Regions from separate parts of the Gossypium hirsutum genome. Here region 2 is linked to region 1. A link is a contact called in public Hi-C data. All regions are on one chromosome and are shown on one strand. Each heading gives the region's core, a stretch centred on a gene start, on an enhancer-like site or on the middle of the called end of the contact. The rest is flanking DNA. Distances are from core to core; before and after follow the strand shown.

Region 1 (6,921 bases), core at 2,143-4,642:
TGCTAAAGTGAGTACTTTGCGATTGTGGAAGGCAATTAGAACTCGTTGTATAAAGGTGGAATGGAACTGTTTGCTACGGTTCCCTTTGTATATTCCCAAACATTCTCTTATTGCTTGGATGGTCATTCTTAATAAACTCCCAACGCAAGATCGTTTGTTTGCTTTTGGGATTTTGATTAGTACTTGTTGTTTTTTCTATATGGATGTTTTAGAGAGATGTGATCACATTTTCTTTTAGTGTAGCTTTTCAAGGAAGGAGTGGCAGCCAGTTTTACACATTTTCTCCATCCATAGGGCTATAGGAACTTAGAACAAAAGTTAGCTTAGGCGATATTGAAACTTAAAGGAAAGTCCTTGCTTGTTTCTATACTCAAGCTTGCTTGGTGTGCATATTTGTATGTGATATAGAGATAAAGGAACAAGAGGTATTTTGGTGTATCTTTCTTGACTGAAGATGTTGTCTTAGTGCAGATTAAAGAGATTGTGCAGGCTCGCTTAGGAGGAAGACCAATCAATAGAACTGATCCTATAAATGCTTCACTTTGTGCTTCTTGAGGTATTATTGGTTAATTTATTTGCATAACTTAAAGCTATTGTATAGTTTTTTTTTCTTTTGTAATAGTTTAACTGCATTCTTGGATCAATGAATTTCATCATTCATCCAAAAAAAAAGTGTAACTAGAAATTTAATAATTTAAATCATAGTAAAAGTATAACTTAATATGGAAACAACGTGTAATTTAAGTTTTAATAAATTTCTTTTTTAGGGTTTTACCTATATATTGCATCTCGACCCATTTACTGCTACTCTAAAGGGAAAATCTCTTAATGAGTAGCTGTTAGGCTGTTAGCCAACGCTACTTGCCCTCCATCATCTTTGATCTCGTATTCTTTCTCCTCTTTCACTTTATTTATTTTCTCTCTTCAATTGACATTTTTTTTGGATATCTTTGCTTTCTTCATAGGCTGTGATCGACAGACATCAATGTTTTCCATCGTTGAACCTCCACCAATCATCAACAATTCCACTAGGAAAATAGACTGGCTATAGATACTCAAAAGGTGGCTCTTCGCCAGTTCCTTGATCTATTTTTATTTTGATGGTATTTCAGTATAATAAGTGATTTCACAAGTCGATTTGGACCCATGTTGCTTTAAGTTTATGTGTTTTGTATTGTTTTCCTTTATTTAATAATTCTTCCTTTCTCTTATGAAATTGATGAAAGATTTTGTCTTGTCCTATACAAGTCTTAGTCTTGTTTTTGTAAGTAGTCTTGCTTATGCAAGTGTTTTTAGGGATAGATTTGTCGTCGTCCTCTTTAATTTCGTGGATGTCAGTTTTCTTGTTGTTTTACTCGCTACTTTGGATCCTACAGGGCCAGTTCGCTTATCGTGTCAGATGCTTATAGTCACCCTAGATATATTGTGCTTGAGTTATAGTAAAGTTGGTTGCCAACATGTTATAATGTTCTCTTCTTATTGAGGCTGAAGCCTTTGTTTATATTGACAAAATTTTTCCTTTATAGTCAACAATTGGCATTTGTTGTATCTTTTTTTTTTCCTTCCAAATTATATAATATCTAAATACCTTTCATTTAAGCCCAATTCAACTTTTATATCATTGACATTTCATTCGAGATTTATTAAGTATATATACAAGTATTTATAACACAGTTAATCAACATTTATAATGATTATAAACTGTATGAACTTACTTAGGAAAAACAACAACACAACAACAACAACAATAAAGAGTTAGGGATTGATATGCAATTTCTCATTTTCCTCGATAATCTTCAGATTGACTCAATTCCCGGTCTATAATAATTCTTATAATTTATCAATTCCAATTACCTTATACCATTCTATTATAAGCATAAACCAGTTCAATTTCACTTTTTAAAATTTTCCCTAAATTTTTGCATTTTATTTAATTTAGTCCTTAAAACCAAAATAGCTATATCTTTCAAATTTAAGATTTGATTTACAATCCGATTTCAATTACTTCTTTCTACAGCCCTCTATTATCCATAATTACATAAATTTATCCTCAATTTTAAATATTTACACTTTAGTCCCTATGTTAAAAATTAACAATTAAACCTTACAAATTAGTCCTTTTTCATATCTAAGCTTAAAATCTAACCAAATAACACCAATAACTTCAAGCATTCATCAATGGAAATATTTTGAAACTTTGGCAATTTCGAAAAATAAAATACAGATTAACTAAATCAAACTACCACAACCTTGAAAACATAAAAATTACAAGAAATGAACTTGTATACTTACCTATTTTGAAGGACTGAAGTTCAAACTCAAAACCCCAATTTTTCCTTCTTGTTTTCGTGGAGAAGGAAAAGGAAGAAATAATGTGTTTCCTTTTCTTTTGGTAAATATAATGTGTTTTCTTTTTAATTTTTACTTATATGTCTAGTTTTATATTTAATTAATCTAATTGGATTTAATAAATCTTAAGTAATCAATTAAGCGGGTGACAAACAACGTCCACTACCGTTTGACATTACTGGAAGGGTCCAATTCCTCAATCGGTCCTTCAATTAATTATAATTTCATAGTAATTAAATTTTATCTCTTTTACAATTTAGTATTTGTACCTTAATTAGTTACTAATTCGAAAAAATTATTTATTCAAAATTCAATTCACCTATATAATAAGTCCGTAAATATTTACATGCTTGGTTTGCAGAAATGAGGTCGTGATACCTCTTTTTTCTACACCACTAACTTTAGGGTCATTGCATCTGTACTTTAATTAATTATCAATTCAATAGAATTTCTAAACCAAAATTCAATATAATTCAAAATAAACTAGTAAATATTATTATCACTCATTGGAAATGGGGTTCTGAAACTACCATTTTTCAACACCATTGAAAATTGGGTTATTACATCAGTGACTTAAATGAAAAGTTTAGAATATTTCAACGATCATTTTGTAAATTTTTGAAATTGAGTGACTAAAACATAAACTTACTAATAGTTTAGTGAACTTAAATGTAATTTACCCTAAAATAATTGATTAGGACTTTTGAGTATCAGGTTTGTGAAAATTATTTTCGATAGTTGAGTTTAATTAATTAATTTAAATTTGAATTAAAATTATTTTATCCTAAAATGATTAATTCTCATTAAAATAATTGATATAGTTACTTGCAACTTCAAAAATAAAATAAATTAACATTCAACATCTATTGAATGGAATAAACTGGATGTCCTTCAAAAAAAAATATCCCACGAATATCATGTATAGATAAAATAATATTGAGAAAGTTTATTTTTATTTTATTTAAAATTAGAATTAATTCAAATTTAAATAAAATTCAAGGTATATCTCAAATACCCGAACGCTTGAGGAAAAAATTAACATTAAAAAAAGCATTGCCAAGAGAGGGAAAAAAACATGCTTATGTCGGAAAGTATCTCTTTCTATTTTTCTCTTCATTCATGCGCGTGGGCCCACGCACACCCGCTTCCCTTGCTCTTCATCTTCTTTCACCTCCTTTGCTTAAATATCAAACTCCCGTCACTATTTTCAGTTGACGCCGATTTTTCTGAACTTATCTTTTGTCTATTCTCCCCCAATCTCTCTTACTCGCGCGTACTTTTCAGTTTCCTTTTTTTTCTTTTTCTTTTTCTTTTTCTGTTTGGACGACGGGAAAAAAAAACTAGCCAAAAACCCTAGCTCTCTCTCCTTCATTCCTTTTTTTTGTTTTATTTTCTCTCTACGTTTTCTTTTAGATTTCATTTGGACGTGCTTTGAATCCTGTTATTTTCTTTGTATGTTCTATTCTTTTTTTGGATGAAGGTTTAGAGGATGGAAGATAAAGAGGGGCTTGATCCAGCTGGGACTGAGTTTAAATCCGATTCGAGCTCGAGCTGGACACTTGCTGGACCTGACTCAGTCTCCGATAGCATCAATTACTTCTTCGATAGGGAAAGCAGTATACTGAGTGAGTTTGGTTGGAATATTCTACAACCGGACCATGCCGATGAGATTGAAAGGTTCGGTGAACTAGACCGAACCGACGCCAGTCGTGGTTTGGCGGGAAATTGTAGCGGCTCGCAATCGCAAAGCTGTGGTGCAGCTGGTGGCGTTGGTGATTCGTGTTCAGGGGCAGCGTCGAATCCGGTCGGGTCAGCTGAAGTGCCGACATCGAATCCGTCAGTGTCGTCGAGCTCCAGCGAGGATCCGCCGGAGAAATCTACGGGCTTCGGCGGGAAACCGCCTGAGATACCGTGAGTACTAGTGAACCAATGATGAAAGTTAAAAAATAATTTTAAAAACCTTTATCTTTTGTTGTTTTGTGCTACTTTATGAGACTGAGTTGTAATTAAGTACGATTTCGGTGGGCAAAAATGACAGATGGTAATAAAAGCCACCGTATCAAAAGTCATGCAAATTTCGGTGTCCGTACAGCGAAACTGTATAAAAAAAATATAACAACCTTGTTTCATGCAAGTTGGGGAAGAAGGGTTGAGGCAGTTTCGTAAATTTAGGGAAATAATTGGTCCAATTAAGGCAAATAGAGAGGGCGAAAAATAACAGCGACTTTTTGCCTATTAACGAAGTGGCCTTCAACACCGCCGTTATTGCGGCGGGAATGGCGTGCTTTGCTTTGAGAAATCTTTTTTTTTTTTAGGTAAAAAGCGGAAGTATAGCTGGGAAAATCCTCTTTAATCTTAGATACTGCAAATTAGAATAATTTAGGAACATGTTCCTTTTTTTGGTATGAAGTCTGTCTTTTGTTCTGAATTCATCCCCTCTCTCAAGCAATATATACCGAGATGTGTTTTCATTGTTTCAGGAATCGGGAAATGCGGTTTATAGTTTTACTTACTGCCTGTTTTTTAAATGCATTCTTGAAAAAGAAATAGAAAAACTATAACTTTATTTATTGACATTTAGTAGCATTTAGATTCATAAAATGTTCTTTGCTGTAAATGGGCATTGATCAGACATCTCATAAAATCATGGGTTTCTCCCATATTGATGCCTTTCATGGTATTAGAAAGTTCATTGTCTTACTTAGAAACTTGATTTTCATCACATTGCAGTATATAAAGTATATAAATATTTTTCAGTTATTTTCTTGATTACATTGGAGATATTTACCTTAGTAGTTGCAAGTTTCATATTTCTTTCAATTACATAGCTTGAAATTGCTTAGACAGGTCCCGGACATTTTGATTATAGTTATCTTTTGTTAAAGATTAACACACTGATGCATGGGAGAATAACAAGTAATGAACCACTGATTTAATATTTAGCAAGTAGATTAAAACATATGCATCAACCTTTTTTAAAGAAAAAATCTTTTGTTTTAGGTTTTTTTTCTTTCCATTTTGATCATTTGTAGGTGGAATATTTTTGTAGGAGTAAGGTGAGGAAGAAGGGGCAAAAGCGAATTAGGCAGCCACGTTTTGCTTTTATGACCAAGAGTGAAGTTGATCATCTTGAAGATGGCTACCGATGGCGAAAATATGGACAAAAAGCTGTTAAAAATAGTCCATTTCCTAGGTCTGTTGCTATTTCTCTATTATGAATATGATTGAGAGAAAACTGACATATTATCCACTTTTCAATCTTGATTCAATGCCTGTTTTCTGTTCAACAAAATAAACTTCAAAGTGAAACATTGTAAACCATATTTTCACTTTCCAATATTATAATAAAAATTTTTCTTTTCAGAAGTTTGTGTTTTGATGAATTCTACCTTCTTTGCTCTTTATTATAGGAGATTCCATCAGTTCATTGACAAAAGATGCTCCGAAATCAAAGGGTTATAAACTAGAGTTAATGATATCTTTCTTTAACAAAAGTCCAATACGTTGATTATTAAACCACTATTGTGTCATAGGATGAGATTCCATCAGTTCATTATATGATTGATAAGACGTGTCTATGCAGATTAAAACCTTCTCTAAATCTTAGGTCCACGATCCTTTTAATTATTAATTTGACTAATCTTATTTTTCAACTGCATAAATACTTTTTTTCTTAATTCAGCCATATTTTATGTGAGAATGCACCATCTCTATGCATTACCTAAAGTGAGATCAAATTTATGAAGCACATGTAGAGTAACAAAAATCAATTATGGCTTCAGGCAAATTATTAATTGATGGAAAGAAAATTTTCAGAATCTTGCGCAAAAGCTGAGCCAGTTATTTAATTTTACAGGAGTTACTATCGCTGCACAAACAGCAAATGTACAGTGAAGAAGAGGGTGGAACGATCCTCTGAAGATCCCACCATCGTCATTACTACATATGAAGGTCAACACTGTCATCATAGTGTCGGTTTCCCCCGTGGTGGACTCATCAGCCATGAAGCTGCCTTTGCCGGTCAGTTTACTCCTGGAGTCTCTCAATTTTATTATTCACAAGGGGTACAGTTACATAGGGGAATTTCTCCAAGCACAACGCAGTCACAGCAACTGCCCATTGAGGTAAGAGAATCTCGTGCGCTGCCAGAACCCACCTCACAGCTGCCAAAAGATGAAGGGTTACTTGGAGATATTGTGCCTCCTGGCATGCGTAGGACGTGAGAAAGAAAATATGGTATGCATAGCTTCCTTCACTTGAGTTCACAAATTGTCACGCTGCCATATTATAACTCTGACACGCTTAATCTGCCTGAATTTCTTGTACTGTTTCTGTTCACTTGTTTGTGTGCTTATTTCTAGAATGTATACATATGCTTCTTGTAAGTTGACTGTTGTTGAGTGAAAGGGTTGAGGGAGAGGACTATAGTATCAAACTTTTTTTATATATTTAACTCAAGAGGAACAACCAGTATGAAGGCGTCAAGAAGATAAAACTTCTTTCCTCTTGAAGTTAGGGGGATTACTTTTTGGAAAGTATTAGTTTATAGTTTCTGTTAGGTTATAACTTGAT
Region 2 (6,921 bases), core at 1,152-3,651, 64 kb before region 1:
AAACATGAAACTTAAAGAATAGGTTTGGATAAAAAAGCATAAGGTTATCTAAAATATGAGTCAGATTTGGGCTCCAACATTCCATGTTTGATCTTCATCCCTCCTGTTTTCTACTTTATAATATATATTTTATTTTATTTTATATCTATACTATTATTTAAACTGCAGATTAAGTTGATGCCATGAGTCAATCGAGCGAACACCAACTCGATTAATGAAATTATGAAAATATCCTTCTGTATTTAAAATAAATTATATTATTCTAGGATATTTTAGTCTTTTTATTAAAAAATCAATATTAGTGGGATTTGAAGCAATGACATTTGAGTTGATATAACTTTAATTTTACCACTCAAATAAGGTATTATTTCCAAATGTTTTTGTAAATTTTAAATTTATTATGCACATTTTATTACTTCCGTCAATTATGCATATCTATACTATTATTTAAATTCCTGAATGAGTTGGTGTAACTCGTGAATTTATGAAAATATCCTTTCATATTTAAAAAGATTATATTATTCTAAGGTGTTTTAGTCTTTTTATTTTTTTTTTAAAAACCCAATAAATAATTTGCATATAATGGGATTTGAACCTATCATATTTGGGTCAAAAAAATTTTAGTTTTACCGCTAAACCAAAACTTTATGATGAAATGTTTTATACATTTTAATACCTCCATCAATCATATATCTATATTATTATTTAAACCATTCAACCAATACATTATCATAAATTGTTTCGTGCATCGTATTATATTTATCGATTGTATATCTATACTATTATTTAAACCCCTGACTAAGTTGATATCACGAGTTAACTGGACATCAACTCAGTTGAGAGATTACTAAACTACCCTTACATTTTTTAAATAAGTTATATTTTTAAAAGGGTACTTTTGTCTTTTTACATTTTACATAAAATCATTATAAAATTTGAACTCATGTCAATGTTTTATTCTATTTTTTCTTTGCCACTTCAACTAAAGTTTTATTCTATTTTTTTTATATATTCCAATGCTATTATCCAAATTGTTTCACCCAAGTTCATATATTTATACTGTAACTTAAATCCCTGATTAAGTTAGTGTCATGAGTCAACCGAACATCGAATTAGTTGGGAGGTTACTAATCTACCTTATGTATTTGAATAAGTTAATTCTTACAATGGAACTTTTATCTTTATACATTTTTTTATAAAACCAGCATAAAATTTGTATATATTGGTGTCAACGTTAAAAATCAACTCAATACTAATTTAAGAAAACTGAAAGTACTATAATAAACAATTGGAGTACATTTAATATTCTTAATCTGATATATTTACCTATTTAAATTTCTTTTTACTCTCATTTAAGTTAGTTTTTTATTTGAATTTTGTATGTATTGTATATGTGTTACTATTAATTTCAAACATTACATTTCATTATTTATTACATTTTTTTTAAAAACACACCTATGCTCTAAATATTGATATATATAACTCTATAGTGTAAACATTAAAAAAAATATGATGTCTATGTTTAAAATTTCAAAAAAAAATAAAAACATATAAATTAGCAAATATTAAATTAAAAATAATATATTTTTGCAAGTCTAAAATGAGTTTAAATTAGCTATTTACAAATATAAATGGATTTGAGAAAATTTGAAATTTGTATATAAAGTGTACTAATGTTGTACAGGAATCCAACCTCGCCCATGAATACAAGTGAACAATGTTCAAATATATTAATTAATAATAATGTTGAATTTTACAATTATTTAAATTATAAAACTACCTACTTCACTTATTTTTTCTTAAACTTCTTCCATTCTCAAATTCTCTCGCATATTGTTGTAAAGGTATTTCACTTTTAAATAAATAAATAAATAAAAACCTATGAGCTCTCATGTAAATCTCTTTTTTGGAAGGGCATTTTTGTTTTCATTAATTTTATTTTTATTATCATCCATACAATGATATAGGTATGCTGTTCAATATTTTAGAATTGAAATTCTTATTTTGTAATGAAAAATCCTTTATTAATGAAATGTAAAAACATGATTTGAGAAACCCCCCCCCTTGTCAGTAAATTAAATTTTAATCATACAGAACCTTCAATTTATTAAAACTTGTCATTAATTTATAAGCAGCAGAAGCCAAATCTCAGGTATAATGCTTAAAATCCCGTATTAGCATTATTAGTAGTAGGATTGTCGGCACATAAACTGCTTTATTATGTAGGCAGGAATATATATAATGTAAACAAAGCATCTGCCATAGGATTAGGGTTGTGACGGCTATCATTTCATGACAGCGAAAGTAAACCAAAAATGGAAAATGAAAGGGGTATTGGTCCACTCACATTATACCTGAAAACTTTGATCATCTTCAATGGGATCCAGTGGCTTGCCTGCAACCTGTTTGGCAACTTCGGAAATAAGAGAAAAAGTGGTCCTCAAACCCTGAATGCGACTGCACCTGCCTAAGTTTAACTTGATTTCCTTCTTCATTTTAACAAAACAAAACCAGGGTGAATTTTCTAGATTTTTTTTTTCAGCCATGGATACAAAGCTTTGAAGATACTGGAAATTCAGTTTGGCTTTTTGATGGTCTACTGCAACACTACTAATATAATTAAACAATTTTGAAATATATTTTCAAATTTCATAACGAGGTTTTCTATATGACTCAACCATATATATATATATATATATATATTATATGCAAGTTACTTTATGATATAAAATTTCAAAAGAACAAAAACTAACAACCCTATATTGAATCTTTTAAGAGTAACTTCGTCAAAATAGCTTAAATTTTATTAGTAAAAGACTACTAACTCAATTTTTTTTAAAAAAATTAACAAATATTTTAAGGATAATTTTGTATTTAAATTTTAATATATAACATATTTAAATAAAATAACTTAATCACTTTTTCTAAAAGAAAACATTTCACTTAAAATATTACTTGAATGGATTGATGATTAAAATTTTTTTCAAATACTCGTTTAACACGAGTTCAAATCGTATAATCCCATCCCTACCTCTAATATTGTATAAAAAAAATTACTTTCTTAAAAATATACCATTACTTTTTCCTTAAAATAAAAGACTACCATAAATTTTAAAAAATAAATATATATTCTATAATTTTCTTTTCTTCTCACTCACATAGTGAATGTGACAAAAGTTAATATATATAAATCCACTTAAAGTAGCATGGAATTTTTTGTTAAGTGATATATTAGATATTACTTGTTAAGATCTAGTGTTGTTTGTGTAGTAATATCATCAATGTATTTGTAATTTTTTAAACAAATTTATTTAATACAATTTCATTTTTCTCATCAATATCTCTTGTATAGTTTCCTCAATGAGTTTTTACACGTAAAGCAAAATGAAAGAAAATAATAACTCTTTAATTATTTAACAATTAACTAATACTAAGTTGCATTATATAGTTGTATCGCAATGTGAGAAAACAACTTATATTAGTAGATAGTTTAAATGATTTATAGTCTAATCGAAATTGAGAAAATAAATTAAAATATTATTATCTCATTTATTAAGTCCAATTAGGAAGATACCATATATTGGGTACCGAAGCGGATGACTCCCAGAAGCTGGAGACATAGAGTTGTTGTTTGGACTAACAATACACCAAACATATCCAAGTAGCATAAATCCTAGATCCATTTATGAGCTTATCACTTGAGACTCTATAATATGGCTTACCTCAATCCTACACAAGTGATGAACTATGTGTGTGTGTCTTGTATACTTTGATGTATTAAAAGCGTGAGTTAAATTGGTAATCGAGTTGAAAGCTGGAATATTGAGTATAATGACAAAACTTCACTTGCAATAGGGAATTCATAGCCCAATAAGGGTACATGATATCCTCTTATGGGCATTATGTGATAGATGGAAAAGTAACGTGGTCACAAATCATTTTTCTAAAGACGAATGATTGTGCCCTACCGTGCATGCATTGGGGCTTAGAATTATGCAATTTAAATATCGAAGTGAAGTGCGGTATCTACAAGCGAACTTGTTAAATTGTAATATAGTTTTAGTTTACAAAAAACATTGTGAATTATTCCAAGTATCGTACCCAAGGGATTGCTAGGTTGGTGAAAACTATTTTTAAATTAATTATTAGAAATAATTACTAGTCTAATCGAATTATGAATTAGTAGTGCAAATTCTAATTTAAGATGGCAATTAAACTAATGAAATTAAACTAAACCTAAACTCAACTATCGGAACTTCCTATTCCTAGTTTCAACAATGCGAGCTACTTAGACTATAATCAATCAAATTACTAATTCTTAATTAAGTCGATAATCACCCGCCATTGAGTTATTTACCACCCTTAACTAGTAATACCCACTCGGGTCTTATCTTCGATAAAAGTTATTACCTAAAATGTCCACTCGGTCTCAACACAAGTCTACTTAAAGGCTTACCCATCAGAATACCTTTTCAATCTCAATTGTCTAGATGTTTTACTACGGTTGTCAATCTTAATATAATAAGTTCTTTAGCAAACTTAAATAAATACCTAATTTCAAATAACTATTTACTTAATCGAGTACTCAGTTAAGCAACCAAATCATGAAAAATATTTATCAAGCAAAAGTTGTATTCTTATCTTCATATAAACATTCAATTAACCGAATTAATGAAAGATATATAAATAAAAGAATGAGAAAGAGAATGCTCATGGATTAATCAATGTAAAAGCACTTGTCCTGAACATCCTCCGCCTGCACTGTCTCAACTTTAGAATAGAAGAATTCCACTTAAGAAACATAAAAGAAAACCTAATCTAAAGAACTGAAAACTGAAGAAAGAATGAAAAAGTATGAAAATTTGTCTTTCGAACCCCTAATTTGTTGTTTTTGAGCTGATACCTATAGTATTTGTGTAGTATGACCTAATTAGGTTAAATATAGGTCGATTAACAAGTTAAATATGATTGTGCTGACAAAAACACCCGTCCATTAGTTTTGGGCCTCGTCGGACTGGTGTCGCGACACCCTATAACTGATGTCGTGACTTTGAAGGCTATATGCTCCCCCTTTGGACTCGAATTTGGATGTCACAACTTTGGCTTGTGGATATTACGACATCATCTCTCGTAGCTCACTTCCTAGATTCAAAGTTGGATGTCGCGACTTTGGCTTATGGATGTTATGACATCGTCTCCTGTAACTCACCTCTTAAAGTTGTGTTCGAAATGGCTTATAGATGTCATGACATCATCTCCCATAACTCACCTCTTGAAGTTGTGTTCGAAATTCTACTAAGTATTGAGGCTTCCTTTGTTTTTGCGACATTCCCTTTGAATGTTGCGACATTCAAGGCAACCCACTAACTCATTGGCCAAGAATATTGTCCTGCACACTCAATCAATGTGTTAGTTCCTCCTTAGGCTTGGATCAGCCTAAAAGGTCACAAAACAACACTTAAAAGCTCAATTTATTAAATTCAAATTCAGAACTAACTAAATCTAAAAGCATAATTAAAAGATATAAAAACTCCTAAATACAAGCTCATTAAGTGGTGAAACGAGCTTAATTTACCACAATGAATTGTGACAGATCAATGAATTATTTAATTAATATGTGTTAGTAATTGACTTTTTTATGAAAGAAGTTGTAATGATTACTATGAGATAAAATAGAATCAAATTGGGAGAACATGTCCTTTGAGGGTAACACATATATGACAAGGTCATTGGACAAGGACTTCATAAGTAGCTTTTATAATGGTATATAATAAGGAGAGCTCAGTCATAGTACTTTAGTAGAATAACTCCATGACTAAATAATATTGTGTTAATAGATAAAGAGTCAAAACTTAGTTACAAATTATAAACCATAATTATATATGTTCAACCGGTCCATTCACTAGCTTGGTATAACCTTGATGGTTTGCATTCAAATCAATGATATCAAAATATGAAAACAACGAATTAGAGAAATAGATTGCATGTATTACTATTTGTCGTTAATTGCTTTCTCGCTATGATTAAGAAACTACTTAGTAATTAAATTAATTTCTTCAAATTATTATTTAGGTAAATTATAATCAAATAATTAGAGTTCAAAGTGAAAATTAAATTAATTAGTCATCACAATTTCATTCTAACAAGTTAATTAAATTTATTTAGGTTTTAAGGTTAATTTTTGAAAGATTCTCAATTTCGAGCTTAATTTTGATTTAGCTTTCTTTTTTTTTTATCTTGCACTCTTTCGTTTACTTTTTTATATTACATACTAACTTACGTAATCCCTTCATTTATTTTTTAACATACAAAGCCAACATAATGTTTCTACCTAATCCTCAATGTTTATGGCCCGACGTCCATTACGTAGTACATTTTACAGAATGAAACTGAGAAGGATTTATTACTAGACACATTTAGGCTTGAGGCTTTAATATTAAGGCTTACAAGAAAAGGGTACTCGAGGCTAAAAGATATGGGAACTAGGGGTACATAGTAGTAGGTAAGCTTTTAGGCTCTAGGCTATTTCAAAAAATGCCTAAGGTCTTTCCCGAATCAATCACATAACACCAATTCTTTCAAGCATACATCTATTTAAACGATCAATTAACAATTCAAATTATTTATCTACAAGGATCCATATACTTTATTCATCCTATGCTACACTTTATACATTTTCATTTAGGTTTTTGCCTCTACCCTATTATACACATTAACTAATTGAACTAATTATTCTACACTTAGAATAACAAATTATCTAGTATCATTTGAAATTTACAAGTTTGGCAATTTTATGTACTTATTTAATATTTACAACTAATAACTTATTACCTAATTATAGTCAAAGCACCATGTAATTACACAAAATAAAAAATGAAAAATATTTTTGGTAATTTTGAAATTTTTTTGAAATTTTTTTGA

Evidence for each region. A called contact is a pair of places that touch in the nucleus more often than the background predicts.
Region 2: a contact with region 1 is called in a Hi-C map of leaf, with 2.2 times the contacts expected there. The contact joins the enhancer-like site here to the promoter of LOC107893670 in region 1. A contact is called at or near these places in 8 of 34 Hi-C or Micro-C datasets (callus, hypocotyl, leaf and 1 more).

The regions. Positions count from the first base shown.
Region 1 is chrA13:32,228,174-32,235,094 of Gossypium_hirsutum_v2.1, reverse strand. LOC107893670 (probable WRKY transcription factor 57) reads left to right here and starts at 3,392. Exons shown (of 5, transcript XR_005908121.1): 1 at 3,392-4,260; 2 at 5,399-5,542; 3 at 6,206-6,585.
Region 2 is chrA13:32,291,296-32,298,216 of Gossypium_hirsutum_v2.1, reverse strand. No RefSeq gene overlaps it. Among protein-coding and RNA genes, the nearest start is that of LOC107893670, 63 kb to the right of the region's middle. Within about 2 kb of position 2,401, at least 1 of the 9 cell types and tissues checked has an H3K27ac peak or open chromatin away from gene starts, as enhancers often do. A contact at or near this core is called in leaf, where this site is marked.